Regions from separate parts of the Mus musculus genome. Here region 1 is linked to region 2. A link is a contact called in public Hi-C data. All regions are on one chromosome and are shown on one strand. The core of a region is the stretch at or near the end of the contact, and the rest is flanking DNA. Distances in the headings are between cores, read along the strand shown.

The links. A called contact is a pair of places that touch in the nucleus more often than the background predicts.
Region 1: a contact with region 2 is called in a Hi-C map of uterus, with 5 times the contacts expected there. The contact joins two enhancer-like sites. A contact is called at or near these places in 3 of 484 Hi-C or Micro-C datasets (the N1E-115 cell line, nephron progenitors and uterus) and 1 of 9 other capture datasets (embryonic stem cells).

Annotation. Positions count from the first base shown.
Region 1 is chr1:73,593,299-73,596,485 of GRCm38.p6, reverse strand. No RefSeq gene overlaps it. Among named protein-coding and RNA genes, the nearest start is that of C530043A13Rik, 65 kb to the right of the region's middle. Within about 2 kb of position 1,290, at least 7 of the 459 cell types and tissues checked have an H3K27ac peak or open chromatin away from gene starts, as enhancers often do. A contact at or near this core is called in uterus, where this site is marked.
Region 2 is chr1:73,458,993-73,462,088 of GRCm38.p6, reverse strand. No RefSeq gene overlaps it. Among named protein-coding and RNA genes, the nearest start is that of Pinc, 53 kb to the right of the region's middle. Within about 2 kb of position 1,713, at least 7 of the 459 cell types and tissues checked have an H3K27ac peak or open chromatin away from gene starts, as enhancers often do. A contact at or near this core is called in uterus, where this site is marked.

The DNA of each region.
Region 1 (3,187 bases), core at 41-2,540, 130 kb before region 2:
GCATATAATCTACTCAAGACCAAGAGCTTCTCCTCCCAACGATGGACAACTAGGCCATCTTCTGCTACATATGCAGCTAGAGACACGAGCTCTGGGGGTAGTGGTTAGTTCATATTGTTGTTCCTCCTATAGGGTTGCAAGACTTTATTTTTTTTAATTTCATTTTTGTTGTACATTTTGAAGCCCTTTAAACATCAAAACTTTAAAAAATATGCCATGATTCTTGAAAAGGATTGCTTTACATGGACAGCTTTCATACCCACTCAGTTTGCTAACATTAAATACAAGTTTGCAAAGGGGTAGGGCACAGATGTAATAAGAATGTTTTTTAATATTAATAAATAATTACCTTAGCATATATTCTCTGCCCCATACATTTTCTAATATAGTTAGAAATTTCTTCACCATCAGAGAAAAGAAACACTCTATGTTAGAAGACTTTCTGGCATTCAAACAAAAATGGGTGCATAATAAATATACCACTGTGTGCTTTCAGACCTATGGGTTCTAGGTTGATAATTCTCAAAGGGTTGTTCTGTTCTTGTCAGGACCAAGTGGCACTTGTGTCAACTGCTGGCGCCACATCCTTTCCAGCCTGTGGCAGCCTGCTCTGGCCTCAGAGATCAAGTATTCAGTGTTGTAAGTGTTACCCTCAGGTTCACCTTATGGCTTGCTCCTAGCTTGGCAAGTCGTGATTATCACAGAATTGGTACTTTTCCTGCCAGTCAATCATTTTTTAGAGACTCAAAGAATTAAATCATTTCTGTATACTAATACCAATGAACTTTAACCATTTCTTGAGAAATAAACTTGCCTTTTTTAAAAAACAAAAAAACAACAAAATGACCTTTGATTTGAATTGCCTCTTATAATCATCCATTTTGCAAACTTTGTGTTTTATTTTCTTGATAGGCAAAATTCTCTCTCCTATATTCCCTTCATATTTCCTGTGAGTCCCTTCTTCATGTTCTCTGGGCTTCCCTCCATAGCTATAAACAGGTATGCCACCCTTATTCACCTTGTTCTAGAGGAAAAGCATTGAAACCAGTCCAGAAACAAACTACACGCATCCAGGCACACATGCGTTCCCTTCTTGCCATAAAAAAAAAAAAAAAATGATTCTGGGTCTTAAAAACCTTGGCCTGGAAACTTTCCTGGGTCCTGGATCAGTCAATTATCTTCCCCAATTATCTTCCTTCACATCTCATAGCAGACAGTTCTATAAATATCCTGCTGAGCTGACCCAGGGACGACCAGGAACTGTGAGACCATGGCAATCAATCGTAGGCTTTGGCTTTTCTGACGTCTCCTCCCTGCTTTGTGTTATTTTCTTCTCCAGCGTCCCCCGGTCAGCACAGAGAGGACTGAAGAAGTGTTCCTCCTAGGTCAGGAGGCATGCTGAGGGTGCGCTGGTCATTTCAGGCCACTTTCCGATTCAAAACCAGGGATTTCAACTATGCCTGCCAAGAGCACCTAGTCATTTAGGGTCAATCGCATCAGCTGCCCTGCTCTGCTCCATGGTAAATGGGGAGTTAATTGTTTTCCTTCCAATCTGAAGAGCCCTCAAGTCTGTTCATGGCTGCCAGAAGGAGGATCATTCTGGTTCCAGGTCTTGCAAGTTCTCTAGAGATATCAGCCATATGCGATTTTTAAAAGAAGAAACTGTTTCGATATTTAGGTATTAGCAACTAATAAAAAAAAAACAAAACAAAACAAAAAACACTGAGAACTAAACTTTCTATGGCCCTGGTAAAATATGTCTCAATCTCCGGGTCACTAGCGGTGACCTCCAGACGAAATGGTATTTAGAACCTCTTCCAGGACTGAAATGTTACACTTTAATTACCCAAATGTTCTGGATTGAGGAAAGAACTTGTGTTTGAAAATGAGGAAGATTTTCCTGGCTTTCGGCTCTTATATTTTGAAACAGGTGACCAAGGAGAATTGCAAAATACCCTCCAAGTAACCTTGAAGAATAAGGCACCTCATTGAGTCTGGGATTTGTTATAAACAGTTTCCAGGCGGGAGATGGGAGATATGTTCCCTTGCTATTCTTTTCAGTTGGGGCATCATGAAAATGGTCTTTTATGAGTTTCATTTCTGATGTCCTCAGAGCCTTCTTGGGGAAGAAGGGGGTGGTAGTTTGGTTTCTAATTCCCAGGACCTTCCCAACTCGGTTCCTGGAATCATCCTGGGGGACTCTATAAACTGAGATTTAAAGTTCCAGCTTGAAGCCGCCTCTCTAAGGTTTAGATTGGGTTTCATAACTTGGAACTGAAGTCAGGGCAGCAGTTGGAGTGTGGGTGAAAATGTCTACAGCTCTGCTTGTCAGCACGCTAATGCAAACCAGAGAGGCAGTAAATACAGAAGATGAGCAACGGACGGCGGCAGGGAATGGAGACTTTCACCCTCACTTGATTTTCATAAAGAGTCTCCCCTTAAGAAAATTTTCTGGGATAAATGACCCAGATCCATTTTGCTTGTGGATTAAAAACACCTAGGAAACCCACAAACATCTTTTATATGCAATGTGTGCTCAAGGCCGGAGTCGACAGTTCAACAGGCAGAGAGAATGCAGTTTAGTTACTGAGTGTATCAGGATAAATACTAGGTCTCTTATTGCAAAGTAACCATAGTAAAGTAAACACATCACCACCCCTAGAAAGAGACAGAACATAAAGGCCAGAGTGCCAGACAGAAATGTATTTGCTTATTAATCAGAACTAGTCCAACAGTCACTCTCATGCATATTAATGGGCGAGAACAGGTATGGAGCCTCAGGAAAGCCAAGCTAGAAAATGTACTTTTGTGTTTGAATAAATAACTTGGGTCACATTGTGAGCAATGAACACAAACGTTTCTGCAGGTTAGATGGGGAAAACAGAACTGTCTGAGACTGCATAAATCTCCATTGCCATTACAAATAAACAAAACAGCAACCTTGCTTGGATGGTTGAGGTTAGAAAGATTTAGTTATGTCCCATCTATGGAGGCCATCTGTTTATGCTGCCTCTCCACCATCCCTTATCCCTTCTGTAACAGCATCTTGAGTTTCCCTTGGGATACCAGTCCTATGGCATTGTATATAGTTTCAATGGGCCTCTCAGCTAACTGGCAGCATTGCCAAAGGCTGGGTCTAATTAAGAGACAATGATTTTCTCTCAAAGGAATTTGGATCTTGAGGGAA
Region 2 (3,096 bases), core at 464-2,963:
TATTTATTTTCCTCCCTTCTTATCTTCTTTGGCTGTTAGATACCACTAACACCTCATCTGGTATGGGATGCTTAGTAGAAAACCCAAGGGGCCTATAGCACAACTCAAGAGAAAGTAAAGATTTGACCACATACCTCTTGCTGGCCACTGGACGGAGGAGTCAGTCACTCTTAGCAGTGACTCACAGATGCTGACCCCAAGCCTTCTCCCATGAGGTCACCCTTCCTCTTGTTCTACCACCTGCAAAGAACTCAAGTACCTCTCCAGTTCCAGAGAGGTCAGAGCTAGGGGAGGCTAGAATAGAGGTGGAGGATTCGGTGAAAAGGCTGAGTCTCTTCCAGAAGTCTCTCTTAAGTCAGACAAGGACATTGTATTAAAAGACTAGTCAGAGGCTCAGTGAGCTCAAGATTGGCCATAAAGCATTTTGGGAACAGATCTAATTTTTCTTTTCTACCCTAAAAGCCACCTTTGTCCTTTCTTTCTGCTGGGAGCTTCCAGATGATATCATTAGTTCACTTATGCTTCCAGATGATATCATTAGTTCACTTATGCTTCCAGATGATATCATTAGTTCACTTCTGCTTCGGAAGGCAGGAAACAAACCAGGGCTTCAGTGCTGATTGGTGATTCTTAGAAGCTGGGAAGGGAAGCTGGGTTTGATTAGAGCTTGTGGTCTTCATGTACTAAATATGACAATGAATCCCATTAGTCAGCACATACAGTGCATATTAATCACAAAGAAAAATTTCAAAATGGAAAGTCAGAGCAGGCCCCAAGGTCCTCTGAGAGTTTCTGATCGGTAGGGGCCGAGCTTAGGTCTTTGCAAAAGATGCTTCATCCCTTGGGTATTGTTGCACATGGGATGCAGGCTGTGTGGGTCCTCCCATTCTCCTTACCCATAAGAGACAGGCAACATAGTTTCATTTCACAAGAGAATATGTAAGGTAATAATCAGAAAGTGCTTCAAAGATGACTGACGTCCAATGAGATTTTATTAAATTTTCACAAAGAGCTGTTGATGATGACGAATTTCTCAATGTTATCGCCTTCCATTCTGGCCCAGCTGTGTTAATAGAGGCAGTAAACTCATAAAATGTCTGCTCTATTTATCTTTTTCCATCTTCCTTCTATCAATAAAGTTTTACCAGTTTATCTGGTTTTTCATTCGACTTTTCTACAAATAACATTTTTTTTCTCAAGGTTAGCTTTTTTGGAAGCTTCTTATGTCAGGGCAGATCTGTCACTTACTGTCTCTAAGTGACCATCTGGCTGCTGTGTGGATGCTCTATGTAGGTCGTGATGCTCTCGGGAAGCTGGAGAGCATTGAACATTTTATAGTCTTGAGTTCTTTAGAGCCTTCCACATGTCTCTTAAATACTCCCCTCAGAATATGCACTCATAAACCATATTGAGAAATGCCACCTAAAATCACAGGACCATACATTCCCTCCTTCTCACTTGACAGGCAGGGAGGATTAGCAACAGAACATTGTCTTGCCCCCCAAATAACCAAGCTGATTAGAGACAGACAGTGTCTCAGATTTCCAGAAGGTCTCTTCACAACCTTTATGCTCTTTCATGCCTTACCCCCAAGTCCCCCTTTCCCTCTCCCCCAGGGAGTCTGAATCATCATTTACAAGACTCATACTGCGAGGAAAGAAAAGAAGTACGGAGAAGATTCTCATTGCTCAGTGCAGCCCCTGACGACAGATCCCCCGGTTTCCCCTCTTCACAGCCCGTAAACTGCTGTGTAAAATTTAAAAAGCGTGAATTTACAGAGCCCAGGAGGAGCCAAGAGGCAAAGACTCAACTCCACCAGTGACTCGGCATACCGATGAAGCTGGAATATGAGGTCTTGCCAATTTCTAACCAATAAAATATCTCCTGTGCCTTTCCAGATCTTCCTCTTTCCCACACAACAAGAAATAGAGACACAATGAAGGGTTTAAGTTAACAAGGAACAACAAAGCAAAACACCCAGCATGACTTGAGCTTTTGGGAGCACAGCCGGGTCACAGTATCCTGTCTGTTGGGATTATTATTTGTCCACGGATCCCTTGATCATCCCGCCTGCTTCAGTATCTCCCAAATTTCTATTCCAAGGAAACTTGATTACTAAATGAGGATTGTTGTCCAAATGGTTCTAGCTTCCAAAATGGTCTGGAGAAGTCTGGGTGCCTGGCCGAGTCCTCCAGGGAGATAGACAAGTGGTAGATCTAACTAGCCTGTGTGAACTGTGCAGCCTTGAGACTCTGACAGGCTGCCTTAGCTCGGCTTAGCTCAGAGCCTCAGCTTTCCTATCCCTAAAAGGAAGAGAATTGGTCTGGTAGGAATCTTGAGATCTCTTAGTCTGATATTTACTGGTTCTTAAGCAAGTCAGGGGCCCAGTGGGTGGGGGTGAGACTGTCAGGGCAAATGCCATTGGAAAACAGGAGCTGCTGAGCCTGTCCGGTGACTTGTGCTGTGTGGGCCCTATGCATCCTATCTGTTTATCTAGCTGTGGTCAAGCAACATCAAGTTGACTGATTTTCTTATGGTTGAGGTGGGGAGGGAGGGAGGTAGTAAGGGAGAGAGAGAGAGGAGAGAGAGAGAGAGAGAGAGAGAGAGAGAGAGAGAGAGAGAGAGAGTAGGTAAGAAGAATATCATGACATTATCAATGACTAAGGTCAAAAAATTATGATAATAGTTCTTGGTGAGTTGTTTGAGGATAAATGTATCTTAATATTTATCTTTTCTATAACTTAAGAAGGCAGCCAGATATTGTTCTCAAACAAACTGAGATGGAGGCAAGGATTTTGCTTTATCATCAATCACTTTGTGACAAAGTGCATGTATGGGGCCACCTTAGTCGATCTGGTAACACTGTAACAAAATATGGCTGGGTAATATATAAAGAATAGAATTTTGTGACTCCTAATGATATTCTGCTAGACTCAGTGTCTTACTCAGGTGTCTTATTCAGCCACCATCAGAGGGGCTTCCTCCTGCAGCAGAGACCCCAGCAAGATAATACATAAAGACAGACAGGCAAACAGACAGACAGTTTGAACATGCAGCTCTAAACGAGTTGTCTCCATCAATCCTTGATGGAGCTCA